Regions from separate parts of the Sus scrofa genome. Here region 1 is linked to region 2. A link is a contact called in public Hi-C data. All regions are on one chromosome and are shown on one strand. Each heading gives the region's core, a stretch centred on a gene start, on an enhancer-like site or on the middle of the called end of the contact. The rest is flanking DNA. Distances are from core to core; before and after follow the strand shown.

Region 1 (5,775 bases), core at 229-2,728, 590 kb after region 2:
AATAATACCTTTTTTAATGATTTATGGGGCAGGGATGAGATATAGGAGAAAATTTTCTACACACATGCAGTTATTTGCAAAAGCTCTAGGTTCTCAAACTACATGTAGAAAACATTGTTACAAGGCCACCTTTTTTTTTTTTTTTCAGGGTGATTTACCAAAAACGCAAAACAAATGATCTGTTGAGTTTGGGGAGAGCAAAATACTAATATCAACGAGGTCATTGGATTAGTGAAGAATGATTCCAGTCTTAGAGGAAAGAAAGGTAGTGAGGATTGGGGTGTTAATCAGCTAGACAGACTTCATGGATCCCGACTCTGGTGCCTGGAATGCAAGTCATACTTTATGTGCAGCCCCAGACCTCTGCTTCTCTCCTTCCCCCACGAGGCCACAACTGTTTATTGGCTGTCCAGCTAAGCTAGAGCAAATGTTGTGTGGAAGCCTTTTGATAAGTAATTGTGGCTGAGGCTGAGCCATGATGCTAGCAACCCAAAAGGGATATTGTAAGCCTGATTCTCCTCCCTAAGCGGAGGGGTAACTTCTCATGTCATAATGGAGACTTTGCATTGAACTGGCCTATGAGGGTGGAGGACAGAGGAAGACTTGAGAAGTGAGGCCTGGTAGTCCAGGCCCTGGCAAGGCTTTTCCTATATACTAGACTCACCAGGAAAGAGACCTTGGAGAGGGCTGAGCATATACAGCCACCATGCTGGTAGTCTCAATTAGTCTCATGCCGAGACAAGGGCCACAGTGGGTCTGGATCCAAGAGGCAAGTACAGAGGCTGAGACTCAGTTAGAGGTCCTCAGAAACAAGGGAATGGGTGAGGAGGGAAGGAGGAAGATCTGGAGAAGAAAGGACAAGTGGAAGAAAGATGGAAATTCCAACTGTTTTTCTGCTTCTGCAGCTGAACATGAGTGTGGATAGTCACAGTTTGAGGACCCACCTGGTCCCACAAAATATGATCACTTTTCTGTTAGGTGCCCTCCCCAGCAACAACAGTAATCATTATTTCCTGGTTAAACACAGGGTGCATCAGGCCTCAGCATCAGTGAGTCAAGTTGAACCAGTAACAAACGACATCCTTGTAGAGAGAAAGTCAGGGCTCCCACCAGGACCTGAACTGACCCCTCAGTCCCTCCACAGAAGCTATTTGCTGCAGGTGGGGCTGTGAGTACAAGTGGAAGAGTTCTGCGGCTGGGGAACACACGGTCCAGAAGAGAGACTGATCCCAGAGTGCCCCTGGGGCTGGACGAGTCCAAGAGGGGACCAGTGCCTCTCCTCAAAAAGCCTAGGTTTCTTTCTGCCGCTCTCACGACAGAAAGTTGGCGCATATACCCTGCAGGAGTGTGAACTGTTCCCCTGCTTGGAGAAGCTGAAGATTTCCATAGCTGCGGGCACCATCACCTACAGCCGCACCTCCTTCCTTTAGAGGCTAAGGCGGAGGGCTGCATCCCTCCCTCCCTTCCGCCGGAGCCGGAGGCTCTGACTGATGCCACCCGAGGCTCCGCTTCTTCCATCCCCAGGGTCACGCCAGATCCCACGGGCCTCTTCCAAGTTTGGAAGCCCAAAGTGGGGGCTGGCAGGAAGAGCCCACAGTGATTGTGAGTGGGCACCGCGGGTCTCGGGAAGTCTCAGCTCGTCCTCCAGCCACGCCCTCCGGCTAGCCTGCAAGGCCGAACCGAGGCCGTCGAGGCTTTGCTGGTTCCTTCCTGCGCCTACCCAGCCCCTGGGCGCGCCCCCCCCCCTCTGGCGTTGGCTCCCCCGCCCCCTGAGCCCGCCCTGCGCGCCCTCTGACGCAAACGCGCGCCCCTGCCCAGCGCTCGGCAAAGCGCCCCAGTAGGTTTTAATTGAGGCTCTTCCTCTCCTACACACCCGCTCGGTCCTCACCCCTAGGGAGGTGACCCCTCCTCGCCCCCAGCCCTCTTGCCGCGGGGCGAGGAGTGTGGCTGGACTGCCGGGCTGTGAATATGGCTCTTTCCCTGCCGCCGTCACCGCGTGTTCTCCGCTGGGGAGGGCGGCTTGGTGTCCCTTTTAATCCGCTGACACTATCGCCCACATCAAACAGGCGGCCATCGATCGCGTTACGTTAGGGGGATCCCGTTACAAACGGCGTCCGCTGTTGTGCTGCAGGAGCCGAGCTCACCAGGGCATGGTTGAGGCCAGGCAAGGCGCAGGCGACAGGGCCAACTCGGCCGGACTCCGAACCCAATTCCATCGAGGCTCAGGCTCCGGCGCAGGAGGGGGCGGGGGGGGCACGGATTGTCGGCAGCAAGGATGCCAAACCTGCTGATCCGCTGCTCCAGTCCTCAGCCCCAGGCTGGAGGACCGCAGCGGTTTCCCGCCGCTGGGGGGGGGGGAAATGGGGGTGGGGAAGACCTATTTTGAATTTGGACTGAAGCTTGGCGGGCGAGATCCTCAGTTCCAGGGCGGCCCCGCGGCCGCGATCCCTGCCTCCACGCCTCCGTAGGACAGAGAGCAGCTCCGGAGCAGGACCTGCGGAAAGTTCTTCTCGTCCCGCCCTGGCTAACTGGACTGCGGCCATGGCCTGCAGAAGCCATGAGAGCAAAGGCTGCCTCCCGGCCTGTCCGCGTTGCCTACCCCGAGTTCAAAAGAAACGATAATCATTGCGTTACTTGCCTGGTAGGGCAGGACTTGGCCGAGTCTCGCTTCTGGTGCCCACGACTCGCGGTCCAGAGTCCGAGGGCGGCTGGGCCGGAGGGCTGGGCGTCCAGGGCGCCTCCAGTTCCCTGGAGCTTGCTCTCCTTCCTCCTTCCTCTTCCACTCGCTCCGTATCTCTCCACGTTCTCTTTGCTTCTCCCTGTCTCCCTCTCCCTGCCTGCTTTCTCTGCCCTCGACTGCCTGCCTTTGTACTACATGAGGAATAAAATTTAGAATTTATATGTAGAAAGCTTGTTCTTTTTCTTCCTTCTTTTCTTCTCTCCCTCTCTCTCTCTATCTCTCTATCTCTGTCTCTCTTTTTGTCTTTTAATCGTGTTCATTTCACCTTTTAACTGATCAGGAGACATGAGCGCGTTTATTTGAGGAGAGGAGAGAGGGCAAGGAGCCCTCGCCGGCCCCGGTTGCCTTCTTTCCATCAGCTGCGTACAATGGGCCGCCGCTTGCAGATTGCATTGACTGTCTCTTCATTATTCGAGCTGGAGGGGCTGTGGGGCAGACACGAAAAAGCCTTTATTCTGCTATTTAAAATCGTCGCTCATCACTAAGCGGTCGCCGACTCCTGACTTGCAGGCTGGAGAGACCGGGAAGCGCAAAACGCACCCCAAACGCGCAGCGCTTCCTAAACCCCTCCCTGATGAAATTTAAAGTGAGAACGAGTATTAAAAAATAAACCCAACCTCTGTCGATACAGCGTGGCCATTTACTCTCACCTTTACCTGAGGGCGTGTTGAGGCTCGGGATGCTGGAGCTGAGACAAACTTTTACAGTCTCCCGAGTCGAGGGGCGGGCGGGCTCGCGCAGCTCCCACCCCCGGCGACAGCAGCAGCGGCTTTGTCACTCCGCGCCGATCCGCGCCCGCCTGAGCCTGCCTAGGGGAGCGATCTCAAAACGAGGGGGGGTGCGAGTGTGCGATTGGAGAATATGTAACTAATAGAAGTATCATTTTCCCCCAGTACGATCTTTCAAGGAAAAAAAATCCATTGAAAGAATTTTCAAAGTGCTGTCTCCGTTTGGAGAAAAGGCACAGGCTGCCTGCCGGGAGGGGAGGAGGGACCCGACTGTGCGTCTCCCCGGCGCGGCTCCCGTCCGCTAGGTGGCAGCCGGAGCCAGCGATTCCTGCAGGCCTCGCGGCGGGACCCTCTCCTCCTGCCCGCCCCTCCACCGGCGACCAATCGCCTTCGGGAATCAATCTCTCTCTCTCTCTCTCTCTCTCTCTCTCTCTCTCTCTCTCTCTCTCTCTCTCTCTCTCTCTCTCTCTCTCTCTCTCTCTCTCCCTCTCCTTCTCTCTCTCTCTCTTTCTCTCTCCCCCCCTCTCGTTTCTCCCCTCCCTTCCCCTCTCCTCTCCCCATCTCCCATCTCTTTCCCTTCACTCCTTCCTTTCTCGTTCACCCCTTTCCGTCTTTCCCTGGGACTCAGACTTGGCCGGCAACCCCCCCCCCCCGCCGCCAACAATATGAGAACTTACTACTGTTTTATTAATAATTACTGAAGCTTTGTTTGGAGTTTGGAACAGCCTGAGGATACCAAAAAGGGAAAAAAGAAAAAGAAAGAGAAGAAGAAAAAATCGGATTGACTGGAAAGTTTATTTTTAAAATCTTCTTTGGGATGAAGAGGAACCGTTGATTCGGATTGATTTTGTGGAAATAGCTGCAAATTCCAAGAGTGTGTTTTCTCGTAATTAAACCTTTAATTTTAAAACCAAAACATACATTGGACCAAAAAATAGAGAGTCCCTACTTTGTTTCTTGAAGGAATATAAAATGAGCAGAATGCACTCTTGGCTTGTGCTTATATGTGAAAGAAGAAAACAATCCAAACCCAGAATATTTCACGAATCATTAAAATGGTGAGAGTTTAATTCCCATTTAAAATGTTCCTAACATTTTCAATGACACTTCACGCTCCTAAAACCTAATTTTAAAAACTTTTCAGGAGAAAACAAAATAATGGCCTTCGAATTCTCTTTTTACCCATTGCAAGGCATTCTTCCCTTCGCCATCCCTTCCCCCTCTGGTGCTCATGTGCGTGTGTGTGTGTGAGAGAGAGAGAGAGAGAGTGCGTGTGTGTGACCATAGACGACCCATACTAATCAGGTCTCAGAGTAAATAGCAGCGCAGGGCGATCTCAATGTAAATTGCGCTTGTCAGAAGCACACCCCCCTCCCTCACTTTCTCTCCTCCTCTCTACGCCATTCCCGTCTGTAGGTAGCTAAGGGGGGGGGGAGAAAGAAAGGAAAAGAGGAGGGGGGAGGGGCTCTCCAACCAATGGCGTGCGGGAGGCTTGGCTAACCTTAGCCTCCCATTTTCTCTCCCCCCCGATTCAGGGCTCTGACCAGTCAGTCGCCTTTGATTATCAGTTGCCAGCAGCCCTTCTCTTGGCTCCTTGACACGAGCTCCATATAAGGCAGCGATCTCCATAGAAACGTGTCAGTTTCAATAGTAGTGTCAAAGTTCACTATATACAGACATTCGCGCAGATCCCCCTTTCGGAAACACTGCTCTGCGAGTCCTCCCGTTTAAACGCATTCAATTTTGGGGTCTCTCTCTTCTCTCTCTCTCTCTCCCTCTCTCTCTCTCTCCCTCTCTCTCTCTCTCTCTCTCCCTCTCTCTCTCTCTCTCTCTGTCTCTCTCTTCCGCCTCTCTCTTTCAATCTCTCTCTTTTTTCCCCCTCTCTCTCTCCTCTTTCCCTTTTCTTACATATTCTATTAGTTGTTTCCACCGTATTCTTCTTCTTTCCTTTTTCTCCCTCCTCCTTGTCTCTTTTACTCCATTCCTGCAGAGGAGTGAGGGCTAAACTTAAGGGAAAAAAAAAAAAAAAAGAGGAGGAGGAGGAGGCACCCCCTTCGTATTCTTCTTATCGTTATTTTATACATATATGATTTTTTTTGGAGGGAGGGTGTTGGTTCCCGGCTGAAGAGCACTTATTTAAAATACTAAAAAAAGAACATTTTTGGGCGATCTCCAGGGTTTTTTTAACTAGCTCTGTGTGTTATAGCAGAAGAAGCAGAAGAAGGAGCAAGAAAGAGGAAAAGAAGAGGATTATTTATTCGACCTACTTTGGATGTCTCTTTCGCTTTTTTTTTTTTTTTTTTTTTT
Region 2 (6,044 bases), core at 3,219-5,718:
ATATGGTTAGCATGGCCTTATATGACTAAGAAGTCAGTTACATCACTATTATTGGTTGAAGCAGTCACAAGCCTACCAAAATTCATGGGGAGAGGACATAGATTCCACCTTTTAGAGAGATGAGTGTCAAACAGCTTTTGGTTATGATTTAAAATTTCCATGGTCTCTTCTGACACCAAGAGTCAAAGTTTTGAGAGTAGAGACTATGTTCTGGTATTTCTATCACCAAGAGCATTTTACAGATCAGGATATATTTAATAACTAAAAATAACTATAAACTTATTTTAAAAAGGATTAATTTTCATTTTAATAGTCTAGAGATAATCATACTAAGTAAGCCATACAAAGCCAAATACATGATATTACTTATATGTGGAACTTTTAAAAGATGACACAGGAGTTCCCATCGTGGCACAGTGGTTAACGAATCCGACTAGGAACCATGAGGTTGCGGGTTCGGTCCCTGCCCTTGCTCAGTGGGTTAACGATCCGGCGTTGCCGTGAGCTGTGGTGTAGGTTGCAGATGTGGCTCGGATCCCGCGTTTCTGTGGCTCTGGCATAGGCCGGTGGCTACAGCTCCAATTCAACCCCTAGCCTGGGAACCTCCGTATGCCGCGGGAGTGGCCCAAGAAATAGCAACAACAACAACAACAAGACAAAATAAATAAATAAATAAATAAATAAATAAATAAAAGATGACACAAATGAACTTATTTACAAAATAAAAACAGACCCGCATACATAGAAAACAAATTTATGATTACCAAAGGGGAAAATGGGGGAGAGGGATAAACTAGAAGTCTGAGATTAATGTATACACACACTACTAGATGTATAATATATAACCAACAAGGACCTACTATATACCATGAAAAACTGTACTCAACAGATAGTAATAACCTCAAAGGGAAGAGAATAGCTATATATGCATGTATAACTGAATAACTTTGCTGTACACATAAAAAATATTGTAAATAAACTATTTTAGTAAAAAATAAGAATTTGATTAAAAACTTGCCTTTGTTCATATTCTGTACAGTTAAGAAAAATCAAATTATTTAAGTTTTTCATATCAGAATCTAGCTTTACTGAATTTTACGACCATGAAACCATGACCATACTGAACACTTCCTTATTACTATCACCTAAGCTTTTTTAGTTTTTGCCTCAATAGCCCCTCTTTCTCTCTCTATTCTGTGTGTGTTTGTGTGTGAGAAAGAGAAGATCTGAAGTCAAAAATATGGTGTTTTCAACCAATAATACTGTGTAAGCCATTCCTTTTCTTCAGAGCCAAACTTTGACTTTTTAATAATAGTAACATTAATATTAAATTACATAATATATAAAGTTTCACACAGCTCTAAAACTGTGCGACTGTGGGTTTGCTATTATTATGATAACCATGGGGAAGCAGCACAGAGTGAGCAAAAGAGTGTTGCTATCAGAGACAACAAGACGTGGAGTTTTGTTCCAGACCTGCCACCTGCTAGTGGTGTAAATTTGGAGGATGATAATTTCTCTACGAAGTTCCCAAGGTTGAGGTGAATTCAGTGACACACCATGTAAAAAATAATCTTGATAAACTGTAAAAGCTGCATGCCATGACTGGGAAATATTTCTCTGCCTTCTTAAAGCAATGGAGTGGTCACACAGGATTTTAGATAGGCTCTGTCCTTACACTTTCGGACAAGTCTGGAGCACTTCTGTGTACAGGCTTCTCTTCTAGAATAACTACAGCCCCAGAACCTGCTACTAAGCCCAGCCCATGTGAAAATTACTCTCTGTCCTTACTAGGAGGCTGCATTTCTAATCATTGAAAACATGCATATTATCAGGGAAAGTCACTGATAATTCAGCCGCTGAGTCAGGATAGAGAAGTTATTCATTACTGGGTTCAACCCAAGGTCAAAAACACGAAACCCCAACCATTAAGCAAAATGGTGACAGGCATGGTAATGATGACCCAGAGTGAATATATTGCTCATGGGAAGCAAGGTCAGGAATACAGCAGGCCTGGAAAAGGTTGCCAAGTCAGGCACCCACAGTCCATAGTTGAGAGGTGTATATGAAATAGCACATTCTAGATGGAGGCCAGCCACCAACAGAAGAGGCTATGGAAACCCTCAGTGTCCAGCTGTGTTTTCAAATTTCATTTCTTTCCTCCAAAACTCTTTCTTCCCTACAGTGAAGACCTCCTCACCTGGTCACACCCTGTGACTACATGGAAAGGGATAAATTCTCCTTGCTGCTGAAGAAGGCATTTGTTTGTCCTCTTAGTCTCAAAGTAGGAACTAAGCTTACTTTCATAAATCCATGTTCTCAGTCAGCTTCAGTTCCACTCCTTTTTTAGACATGTTACACTTGAACATTCCCATTGGAAGGATGCTGAATTCAGTAGGCTTAAGGACTGCAGAATTTTTTAGAAATGAGTATCTATGTTTTCACATTTCTTTCATTTATCTAGGCTTTACCGAAAGCATCATTATATCAAGGCAATATAGAAGACGTATAAATTTGTGTCGAGTGCCTGGGTGTAAATAGAATTGTAATGGTTTGGTTATGGGGCTGTATAATGTGTGGTAATGTATAAAAATATAGTAAGGAATGGCCAGCTTCTGCTTTCTATTGTCCTGGGAGGTGGCTACAGAAACACCTATTCAGATACGAAAGTCAAGAAAGGGTCATAGTCTGCCTTGCCTTTGTTGAAGGCACCTTTTTGAAGCCCAGTTCTTGGCCTGCCACTGCCGAGGACTCACTCAGCTCTGAGTGTCTGGGAAATGGCTGTTTCATTAAGGCTCCTGAACCCTATCATGTTACACTTCAGAAGTAGTGACCAACTCACTTAAAACAAAGAAGCTTTGACCTTTCTCCCCTCCTTCAACCAAAAACAGATGAAGTTAAAGTGACTCATTTCCGGCTTTAAATATTCTCTAAGAAACAGTTTCTCAAGTAGTTTTGGGCCTCGGGGATTTGTTTTTGTTTTTGTTTTCAGTTGCGTTTTTGCCTTTGTTTTATCTTACATTTTTACATAAATATCTCATTTCCGTCTTGCCAAGGTCAACCTATTACTTATATTCATGGTGCTGCTCACTATTTTTTTTTTTTCCTTCTTACTTTCTTTTTTTTTCCCTCCCTAATCTACGTTGTTTATAACCATGACCCTTGATCCTCCAAGTCTTAAAACAGCTTGGCTTTCAGCATCTAAATCTGACAAGGTCAGCATTTTTCTGTTTATTCTGAGAATGCTATTTACCCTCTGGGATTTTTTAAAGCAATTCTGTAAAACATCACTTGGAAAAAGTTTGTAGCATTCGTGGAGACTTCCATAAAAGACCACAAGAAATGACAACTTCTTGCTCTGATTTTTGAACTCTCAACAATCATCCTACCTGATTTTGTGATGTCTAAGTAGCTTCACTAACCAACAATTTTAAAATAAAATTATAGTTTTAAAATCATCTAAATGATCTAAATACTTATTTCTCCTCAGTAGGATGTGCTTGCCAACTTGAATTAAGAACTTGTCAAATAATTCTGCTTTGTCCTTCAGAAATTTGTCCTTCAGAAATTTCTACTCAGAAATTACATTAAGTTATGAGTTAGGATAAGGAAAGAAGGCAGGCCTTTTCTGTACTTAAGCCATAGGACAAATCTACTTTTGATGAGTATGTTAAGTTGTGATTCAGTTGGGGATCATAACTTGTGGTTAAAGAGGCAAAAGCTGTTTCTGAACTGATGAAGTTAAGAAGGTTATTTTAAAAGAGACTAACATACTTTTCAGAGGTTCACAGATAATCCACCAAGCCTGGATACACTTCTCCATTCACGGGAGCTGCTCCAAACTCCTCCGCTTCAGCATCAACACCTCAGATCCCAACAACCCTTGGGATCAAGCTGAAAAGAGAACTTTCTAGCTGTGCAGCTTCAGTGCAGAACATGCCTCCACTAAGTACAGTGAAGCCAAAGTATGTAATGCATTCAAATCTCATTAAGAAGAGGCTTATTCACTAGACTGTGAGAAGAAAACATCCAACTCTAGCCAGAGCACTGCTAGTTCAGAGGGCACTACATTGGCAGATAAGACATCCTTCTGGTGGCAGATGAAGGCTGGAGAGGGGGTGAGAGGCCACTCATGCCACTGGGGATCTATGTAGTTTCTTCAGGGAAAGTAAGGATGCTGGAATCTCTGGCTCGGGAGAAGCAAGGAGCAGGTGGTGCCTGGGAGGATAAACACTGCTAAGTCTGCATTTATTCCTTTAGCTCTAACTGTACATTAATTCAATAAGATGTCTAATAAAATAATGCATTTTTCAAAATGCTTAGCTTGCACTTCAAGAGGGGAGGGCATTTGTATTATTTACCAAAGAATGCATTTTGAAAGAATTGGTGAGTAAAGTAAGCTGGCGCTGTAGGCTGCTCTGGCCTCCAGGGGTCACCCTTCCCTTTAATGACTGTGTAACAATAGTCTGAGACCCCCACCCTCAGGGACTTTGGGCTTTTAGCAATTTCTTGTGCCCTCCTAACTCTGAGGATCTCAGACATTGCTTATAGGTTCCAGAACGTGTGCTGGTTGCCACTCCCCCCTCAGCGGGCCATCTGTCTCTGTCTGTTGCCACACCCTTCTGCCAGCAACCTCTTCCTGTTGGAGTCTGACTCCTCAAACACTCTTTCTGCCCACCTCATACCATTTTGTCCTGTGTGTGGATATGGGCCGGTTTTGTTACACCCTCAGCACAACCAATAGCAAGCTAAGGATTTGTTTTGTTTTGTTTTTTATAAAATTTTGCTGGAGGCTTAGGAATAGCCCAAAGAAAAATCTATGACAGGTCACTGCTTTGATGTGACTCCTCTCAGAATGTTTGTACACCTCCTAGGGGTTCCCTACTAAATGTTTTCTTTACACACCCACACATACTCTTCTTACTTCATGTTATCCTGAACAGCTTTCTTTTCTCTCATCTGGAATCAAGACTCTCACATCCCTCATGACTGCCACATAGGGGAAAATTCATTTTCCTGAAAGGAAATCTGATGTGATATACAAAGAATATAACCCCTTTTATCACCAAATATGCCAGCTTCTCTCTCCAGTGTCTCAATTTTCTCATCAGAATAAAATATTTGCTTTACCTTATTTTAAGGAATATGGGAAGGGGAGGAGGCTGTGCAATTTAAAAGGTAAGATGTTTCTGAATTCTAGGCATTCATTTTCATACAAATATTGACATGCACCTAGGTTCCCTGTTCCACTGGGGAGTTAGTGACTAAAATGATGTACCCTCTGTGATTTAAGGAGTGGTCCTAGTATCTTGGGATCACTCAGAATCAAAGGAAATAAGTTCAAAAGCAGAGTCACAAGTACACATGGATAAAGAAAGAACTGGGTTCTAGAGGCTGGCAGTATCCTATCAGTTCAGACCTTAGGCAGTATAGACCGAGGAACTGTTACAAGTTAGAAAAGATGGTGACACTTTGGGGGGCAAAGCAAAGACTAGAGAGATTGTATGTGTAGAAGCAACAGATGGACCAGAAGATTGCAAAACTGATCTCAAATTGGGCTTATTAATATACTATATCCCCTCAATGAAATGGATTTCTCTGTAAAAGGCTAGAGATGGATTAGAAAAAATCCCAATTACTTACTTGGGCTAAGCCAGGGACAAAGACCAGGGACGTGAACACCAGGCTTCTCTGAGGTCTGCCATTGTGCTTTCACCTGCCCTACTATCCAGGGGCTTACATCAAGCATGTAGGCAGGTTGGTAATTTTATGTCTCTACAAACCAGGATAGCTAAAATATTTGCTCCCATTCATTCAAAGGAGGACCTCATGAGGAAAAGAAGGAAGATTCCTGTTGGTGGCAGTTTTCACCTGGGCCTCAAACTTGAATAATTTACTCAGTAAATCAAAAACATTTCTGAGAAGTTATTTCGGTAACTAGCTATTGCTATTTGACCAGCTCATTCCCACTCCAAGTAGACTTTCAAGGTGTTTCTCCCAACAAGGTATGTAACTTTCCTCGGAAATTTTCTAAGATACCTAAT

The links. Hi-C and Micro-C count contacts between places; a contact is called where the count stands out from the background.
Region 1: a Hi-C map of subcutaneous adipose tissue shows a contact between it and region 2, with 2.1 times the contacts expected there. The contact joins two enhancer-like sites. A contact is called at or near these places in 5 of 47 Hi-C or Micro-C datasets (brain, embryonic fibroblasts, fetal skeletal muscle and 2 more) and 1 of 2 datasets of contacts at active chromatin or transcription factors (skeletal muscle).

The regions. Positions count from the first base shown.
Region 1 is chr2:100,440,918-100,446,692 of Sscrofa11.1, forward strand. No RefSeq gene overlaps it. Among named protein-coding and RNA genes, the nearest start is that of NR2F1, 3.9 kb to the right of the region's middle. Within about 2 kb of position 1,479, at least 37 of the 83 cell types and tissues checked have an H3K27ac peak or open chromatin away from gene starts, as enhancers often do. A contact at or near this core is called in fetal skeletal muscle and subcutaneous adipose tissue, where this site is marked.
Region 2 is chr2:99,852,198-99,858,241 of Sscrofa11.1, forward strand. All of the region lies in intron 1 of LOC102157568 (a long non-coding RNA gene), which reads right to left. Among named protein-coding and RNA genes, the nearest start is that of NR2F1, 590 kb to the right of the region's middle. Within about 2 kb of position 4,469, at least 15 of the 83 cell types and tissues checked have an H3K27ac peak or open chromatin away from gene starts, as enhancers often do. A contact at or near this core is called in fetal skeletal muscle and subcutaneous adipose tissue, where this site is marked.